Linked DNA regions of Arachis hypogaea: region 2 is linked to region 1. Evidence: chromatin contacts called from public Hi-C data. All regions are on one chromosome and are shown on one strand. Each heading gives the region's core, a stretch centred on a gene start, on an enhancer-like site or on the middle of the called end of the contact. The rest is flanking DNA. Distances are from core to core; before and after follow the strand shown. Region 1 has its middle 7.0 kb from the start of LOC112728026. Region 2 holds the start of LOC112728027 (histone-lysine N-methyltransferase, H3 lysine-9 specific SUVH5).

What was found. Hi-C and Micro-C count contacts between places; a contact is called where the count stands out from the background.
Region 2: a contact with region 1 is called in a Hi-C map of leaf, with 4 times the contacts expected there. The contact joins the promoter of LOC112728027 here to the enhancer-like site in region 1. A contact is called at or near these places in 2 of 8 Hi-C or Micro-C datasets (both in leaf).

Annotation. Positions count from the first base shown.
Region 1 is chr12:104,927,761-104,931,837 of arahy.Tifrunner.gnm2.J5K5, forward strand. It overlaps the pseudogene LOC112730427. Among protein-coding and RNA genes, the nearest start is that of LOC112728026, 7.0 kb to the left of the region's middle. Within about 2 kb of position 2,266, at least 3 of the 3 cell types and tissues checked have open chromatin away from gene starts, as enhancers often do.
Region 2 is chr12:104,992,216-104,996,239 of arahy.Tifrunner.gnm2.J5K5, forward strand. It overlaps LOC112728027 (histone-lysine N-methyltransferase, H3 lysine-9 specific SUVH5), which reads left to right and starts at 2,401. Exons shown (of 3, transcript XM_025778003.3): 1 at 2,401-2,642.

The DNA of each region.
Region 1 (4,077 bases), core at 1,016-3,515:
AAATGCAAGCAGCACAGTTTATATAACGCAAAGTGTGCCAATGACAGACTCTTTTGTCTCGTCACTTTTCAGTCAACTAAAGTTAAATTCTTCTTACCACCTCTCTGTTCTCGTCAATTTTCAACGCACAACTGGGCAAATCTACTAGGAATTAGAAATATTACGGCAAAGATTAATAATTTTATTTTGGCAAATACATGACTAAACATTACAAAATTAATGTTTAGGTTGCAATACTTTGTTACTTTAGCAAAGATGAAATGATATTTGCACCCATCATAAGTAATGGCATTATTATGCTACAACATAAACCACTGTTCAACTCTCCAAAGGAAAATATTAGATTTCTCATTACATCATTAAACACATCATGCAGACAAACCGTACATATTAACAACTGAAGCATAAAACAACTGAAGCACTAGTAATAATGAGCATAACCTCTCAATATATGCTAGCTAGTTATTATTAGAGAACTCTAGACACTGGACCTAAATACTTTGTTATATATTAACCCTAAACATCACTACCTAGTACTAATAAACTAAGCACACATACATTAGAAGCTAGCATACATGATTAGGATTATAATAAGATTATGGTACTACTTGTTTAGGTTCTTGGTGACAAACTTGGACTCATCAATCTCAACGCCTTCCTCTTCAGCACGCTCTCCTCCAGATTTTTCCATGGTGCTAAATCCACCCTTGCGACCCATCTCTTGGTATCCTTCTGTTCCTAACTGCTCCCTCCTTGTTTGCCCTCCCTTGCTCCTTCCTGATAGTGAAACAACATTTTTATGCCATATAGTTGCATATTCATTTATATATATTTAACGTAATATTATTATTGAGATAATAATAATAATAATAATAATAATAATAATAATAATAACCTTCAGCAAGATGCTCCTGAGCCTCAAGAGACTTGCCACCAGTTCCACCAGGGACCACAGTCTCTCCCTGTTTTGCCCTTTCATCAAGCTCTTGTTTTTGTTGCTTAGATGCCATGCTTATAACTTATATCTATGCAATAATTTAGTTGATTATACTTGACTCTTTGCTCAATATGCTAACATGGTCATTGATGAGGCTTTATATAGGCAACAAATTTGTATTGCATAATCAATGCTAAAATTATTAGCTAGTAAGGAGGAAAAATCAAGAACGTGACAACTACTTAGAAAGGAACAGTGAGCGTGGCCATGCATGGACACGTGCGGTGCACGCGTGGCAAAACATGAGTAAGACACGCAACGCAACTTCGAGAATGACACGCGTCCAGGCGTCAGTAAGCAGCGAACTTTTAATATGAGCATATACTCTTTGTTAGGTTGTCAGGTTTGTATTCTACAGTATTTCTGATAAGTTTCTTTAATTTCTATTAGCTTTTAACTAATTTCTCTTTAGCATTGTATGGTTTATTCTTTCAAGTAGGATTGTCATGTGCTACAATTAATCTGTGTTATAAAATAAAATAATAAATCTTAAAAGTGCCTTCAACCTTGTGCTTCATAACACTTGCAAATTCACTTCCTTAACATATGAACTATATGTATTCAATTCGTACTCTAAATCTTTTAATTCCACCTAACAAATAAATTTACGAGTAGATTAATTTTTAAAAAAAATATATTTTTTACAATGAAAGACAGATAATTTAATTTAAATTAAGATTTTTAACCTTTGTTATAAAAGTAATTTAGAAATAATGTGTTACTATTGTAAAAAATTTATTAATAATTTTATTTTTTAAATACTAATCTTCTAAATTTTAAAATATAAATTGTAAAAAATTTTATTTATTATTTTACTCTAAATTTATTTTTAATTAACTTCAAGATTTAATTTTTTTATCATTCAAATATCAAATATTATTTATATATTATATTAACCAATGAAATTATTAATCTAACAGCAACAAGTATTTTTGCCAAAAAATAATTTAAATTCAAATCTTTACCTGTGAGAAGCATAGAATTATTAGTCAAATACTCCAACCCCAATTCTTGTTTTTGGTTGGAGTACCGGGCCTAAGCCCACAACCGCAATTCTATCCAATTAAATTGTCAACCTGTTTCGATTGAAACTCTACTTAATTAAATTGGATATTTTTGGCCAGTAAAGATTTATATGCCTTACTATCTTTTTTTTCTTTTGAATTGCAAAAGTGGAGCTCTAGAAAAAACAATTTCTCTTATTCTCCTCTTTGTCTCTCCTGGCCCATTTTTTTGTCTTCCAATTAGCAGTTCATATGGATTTCTCTTGTGGTTTGAGGTTTGTACTTGTGTCTCATTCAAAATTATATTTGGATTCTAGTCTTTAGCCTGAGTTGTATGACCAAAAAAATTATGAATTTCTCTTATTCTTATCATCCGCTCTTCTCTTTTTTTTAGTTACAACAAAAAATTTTGAAAATCTTTTCCTATTTTTGTTTCCTCTCATTCTCCTCTCCTTCTCTCCTTTTTTCTACATTAATATTTTGTATTTTGTTGTCTTCAATTAATTATTGAGTATATACATTATTCTTCTGTAAAATTTTGTAAATTATCTAGAGTTATACGCATAACAATTTGGTCATTGATCTAGGATGCGGTTTCTTGTATTCAATCAAAGTTTCTCAATAATGTGAACATTTAGCAACTTATTATTTTTATCTCAGCAATCAATTCACTTTACTATATAAATCATAGTGAAATTCGAATTCAATGTCTCAATAATGATCAAGTTTTCCATTTTTGATAAGTTGGCAGCATCATCAATATAAAACTTTCAAACGCCGATGGCACTATTTTAGCACTGACGAAAGTTCAAGGAAAACTCATTGAATACTTGGATAATAATTAAAGTCTAAGTGGAACTGGATCGAATTCAATTGTTATTTAATGTTTTTACTCTTTACCCTTTTAATGATATCTTTCTAAAGTCTAGTCTAGATAGGAAGACCTGCTTCATTCCCCAAATACGTGAAAGCACCGTCCTTGGTCAAATTGTTATTTCATATTCAATTATGTTATATGCATACATATATAAAATCAATCATTAAATTAATTATTTATATATTTTAAAAATAAGTTAAATAATAAATATATAGTGAATTTTATGGTAAAAAACAAAGAAAAAATTATACATGCAAATTTTTGCTATCACAAAAAATAGTTGACAAGTGTCTTTAAAAGAGAAGAAAACAAAGTTTGTTATTTTGCAGGGAAAATACAATCTTAAAAGTGGAGTGCAAAGATTTTTTTTCTCTCTTTCACATTAGAATTTTAATGCTTAGTTTAAATAATTATATTTATCATGATTAATTATAATGTGTTAGAGTATTTTTTTATTGCACAAAAGAAAGCATTTTGGGTTGAGGCCAGCTTTTTTTTTATTGCTCCATAAATCTTAAAGCACATTTTTTTTCATTTTATCACACAATTTTAATTTATTGAAACATATATTTATTAGTACATACGAGTTAATTTTAATCTCATTCTTAACTAAAAAATATATAAGAACAAAATAATATCTTAAAATTTGAAAATTAATTTTTTTTATTGATTAAATTTTAGTATAACATTCTCATTCTTATATATATACAAGTATTTCATAAAAGAATAATTTTATTTTTTTTAATAATAGAGATAAATTTTATGTTTTTGAATAATAATAGTAATACAATCATTTTTTTCTCTATAACTTGTTTTAAAGGGAAATTGATTCTTTAAATTTATTTTACAATAAAGTTAAACGAATTGTAGCTAATTAAAGTTAGTTTTCAGATTTTTTCCCAAATTTATAAAATCCAAGATAATAAAAATTACTATTTTTTTAAGAGAATAATTAATAAAATCAACCCAGCCTAAATAATTTTTATAAAAATTAAAAATATATGGAAGTTAATTATCATAGAAAGATCACTAGTAAGAATAGTAATTATACTTGGGGAATAAATTTTTCATTTTTTTAAATAAATATGATAAAATGTAATTTTTTATTATGCTATTTTAAATAAAATAGAAAAAATATAAAAGAATATATTATATAATAAAAAATACACTTAACAATTAACAATATCAATAGAAAAAAT
Region 2 (4,024 bases), core at 1,151-3,650, 65 kb after region 1:
AGTATACTAGTTTGTTTAAATAAGTGTTAGAATTTAACTTTTATATTGTACATACAGCGAATTTATTGGTTAGCCACAAATTCTTAAATAAAACTCAGATTTACCACAGATTAATTTTTAGTCTACCATATTAGAAATACCGTGCGTGAGACACAAAAAAAGTATCTATATAAATTTTGAATATGTGAAAAAATTTAGGAAAGTCAAATGGACTAAATATGTGTTTGGATTGGCAATTTATAGAATTAATTTTTAGTAGAAATAAATTTGTGTCAATATGATTTATATTTGCAATTCTATATCGAAATTGATTTTGATAAAATAAATATTATTTGAATAATATTAATTAAAATCACTTTTAAATAGATAATTATTAAAAAATAATAATTTAATAAAAATTAATATTTATTTATTATATTAGAAGTAATGTACAAAATTTGATAAAATATACTATTAAAAATAAAAATAATATATGAATAAATCAGAATTTTTTTAATATTTTTTTTTAAATATTCTCAATAATCTTATTTCTTATTTTTGTTATTGGTTTATGTTTCAACTTTTTACGTGAAGAAAACTATTGGAATTAATAAAGACCAAAAAATCAAATATAAATATATGTTAAATGAATGCAGGAGCTACAACTTCGAATGTATTTAGTTTAGCCTTGGAAAAGAAAAAAAGAAAAAGGTACGTTAAAATTTCTTAAACCCTTTTTTTTGTGTTTGATAATTTTTTTCTGTTCTAAATACATATGTGATATTATTGTTTTTGGCACTAATTCAGCAAATACAGTGATCATTTGATACTCCTATATATCTGAATAAAACTTAACTATCAGATCATTATTGTGTTTACTGAGAGCGAGAGTATAATTATTATAATATAGAAAAGTTATCAGGTGTAGTCGAAAATACCAGTGTTCCAGTTGTTTTAACCATTGATCTTAATTAATATATATTATATATATTTTTTATAATTTAGATCAACGGTTAAAACAACTGAAATACCGATATTTCTAATACGCCTAATAACTTTTCTATAATATAATTAGAATTTAAGAGATTAAATTAGTAAAAACTGTATGTGAATCTGTATGTGAATCTGAGAAATTACTGTAAAAATTTAGTCTTGAATTTCACTCATAAAAATAAATAAAAAATAAAAAAATTGAGAAAAGTTAAAGAAAAAAAAAATAATATCATTACCATTTTATTTTTATAACAACCTAAAATATTACTGTCCATCTTATATGATTGTGATATACTTTTTCTTCCAAAAATAGAGTAAACAACTGTCTTCTTATTCAGATTTCCTGAGGTTGCCTTATTTTCGTATAGTCTTAATATATTTAAGTCTAGGACTCAGAATTATTCAAAATCAGTTCTCCTACGTGATTCATATTTTTTCTTACCCAACCAATAACTAACATTAAAATATAATTTACTGGTTTAGACAAATAGTATGATTTTTTTATTTTTTACAATTATATTAAATATATACTAAAATTATCATTAAAATTAATTATTAATATAAATTATGTATTAAAAATAAAATAAATTATATATAAATTAATTTTTGAGTGCATAAAATATTTGTATAACTTAAATATTAATATATTATGAAATATTATGCCGTTGAGTCTTAGCAGTGTACTGGATATATGGTCGGATGAAAATTAGATTTGTCCTAATTTAGATTAATATACACCGAGTCTATTTTTTAGACTATAATTCGGTCCTATACCCAATAAAATCTAAATAGACCACAATTATATCGGGTTTAAATAAAGTAAAAATCGGACCTTTAAAACTTTAACAATAGTTTATAAAAAAATTTATTTATAAAAAAAATTTATGACACACTTATTTATAAAAAAGAAATTTTGTTCTCAAAAAGTTGATATCGATATTTGAACTTGAATTTATCTATAAATTTTAATGTGATATTTTTTTGATATATTTTTTAATTCAACAAGTGTGATTAAAAATAAAACGATAAAGTTATAATTAATATAACATAATATTAAAATTAATTTAAAAAATATATATACTATTTTTAGTTTCTGTAGATGCATAGAGAATGAGTGAAGTCGAATTCATCTTGACCTGAATTCAATTCTAAATAATGAGTGAAGTCAATGAGTTATAGTTCAAATGACATAGTCTTTCTGTATTCAATTAAGAGGTTGCGGATTCGAATCTCCTATCTTTAATAAAAAAATATAACTAGATCTATTTTTGAGATCAGATTTAATTTTAGATTGGATGAAATTACACACAATTAGACCCTAAAATATTTGAATTTTGACTGAATCTTCGAGTCGGTTCGGGCATCTCCGCCCTATTGAGTCTAATATTTTTGTTTTGTTTTTTTAGGGAAAAGAAAAACAGAAATAATCCCATTTTGGCATTTTCTCTCGCTAGGTCAAATTCACTCTTTGGGTAAAATGGGTCCCACCACATTGTAATAATGATTTAGCTAGTTGAGCAAGAAGTTATTCTGTAGTAGCAATTAACACACTCTGTTCAATGTTCAAACTTCAAATTCCAAAGTTCAAAGTTCAACTAAACGTGCAGTGTGGTGTGGCGAGCACTGAACAGTTAATAGAGTGAACTTCCCGGTCCTTTTCATCTTCGTCGGTAAGTTTGAATCTTTTTTATTTTATCTCTACTATCAATGTTCTCTCACATTTTAAGTTTTTCCGTCTTTTTATTTTATTTTATTTTTCTGCTGATTGAGTAATGCTTCTTTCTTCGGTGCACAAACCATGGAACAAAATAAAATAATAAATTATCTTTTATATATTAAAAGAATGTTCTTTCCCCGTCAGTCTAGTCTCCATTTTCAACTCTTTTTTTTTCATTTGTTTTATATTAATCATTATCCTGCTTTTATGAAACTTGTCTTCTTCCCTTTCAATGCCGTCTTTTCTCTTTTACTATTAGGGTTTACTGATTTAGTTATCTTGTGTTTAGAGTTTAGATTTTTTTTTTTTTGGGTTTCTATGGTATCTCTCAACTTCAATCCGGTAAGACAACTACTAATCAGCCGTAGTATTGAACTTTATTTGAGGGTTTATTACTTACATATGAGTTGTTGCATACACAAGACGTGATTCGAACCACTAGATCAACTCAATTAGACTCTTAATAGTTATCTTGTGCCCTAACTCAAAGTTAATCAAGCTAGCTCTATCTCGACTCTCTAATCTCTTTAATAGCTCTATTAGCTGAGTTGATGAGTTTGTGAGCTAAACTTGAGCGAACTCATAAATTTAAATGAGTCAAGTTTAAATTTGGTAAGCTTTTATTAGCTTGATTATATACATAAATTTATAACCTTATAATGTTATTTATAATAATATATATTTTACACACATAATTTTTATATATAATTATGATTATAATAGAAGATATAATTTATAATTAATAGACAGATAATATATATAATTGATATAATTGATATTTGTTTATATATAAGTTATATAATTTATTTATATAGAATTATAAATTATGTTTATGTTATTTGAGATAGTTCTTAAATTTTTGGTTAGCCAAGTTTTAAACTTTACAAATAGGTTTGATTGTTAATAAACGAAATCTTGAGGCAAGTTCAATTTTCATTAATCGAGCTGGTCTTAGTCTTAATAAGAGCGCACAATAATAGTAAAACAATTTTTTTAGATCTTCTTGAAATCTACTCGTTATATTTTCATGATTACACTAATGATCAACAAAATCCGTTATAAATATGAAACTGAATTGAATACATGTAGTTTTTTACTAGTGTCCCATCTGTTCAAATTGTAATAATTCTTTTTTTACTTTATTTAAATTTAAATAAAATGCCCATACGGTTACAAATTACAATGCTATAAGTTATAATGTTGTCTGGTACTTTCCAGAGTGTTCACATTTGCATGTGGTTGATCGGTTGTTCCCTTTCAAATTCAATTCCTTTCCCTCTATGAACCTCACTCTCTATCACTTAGGTCTGCATTCTCTTTTCTTTTTATCCTAAT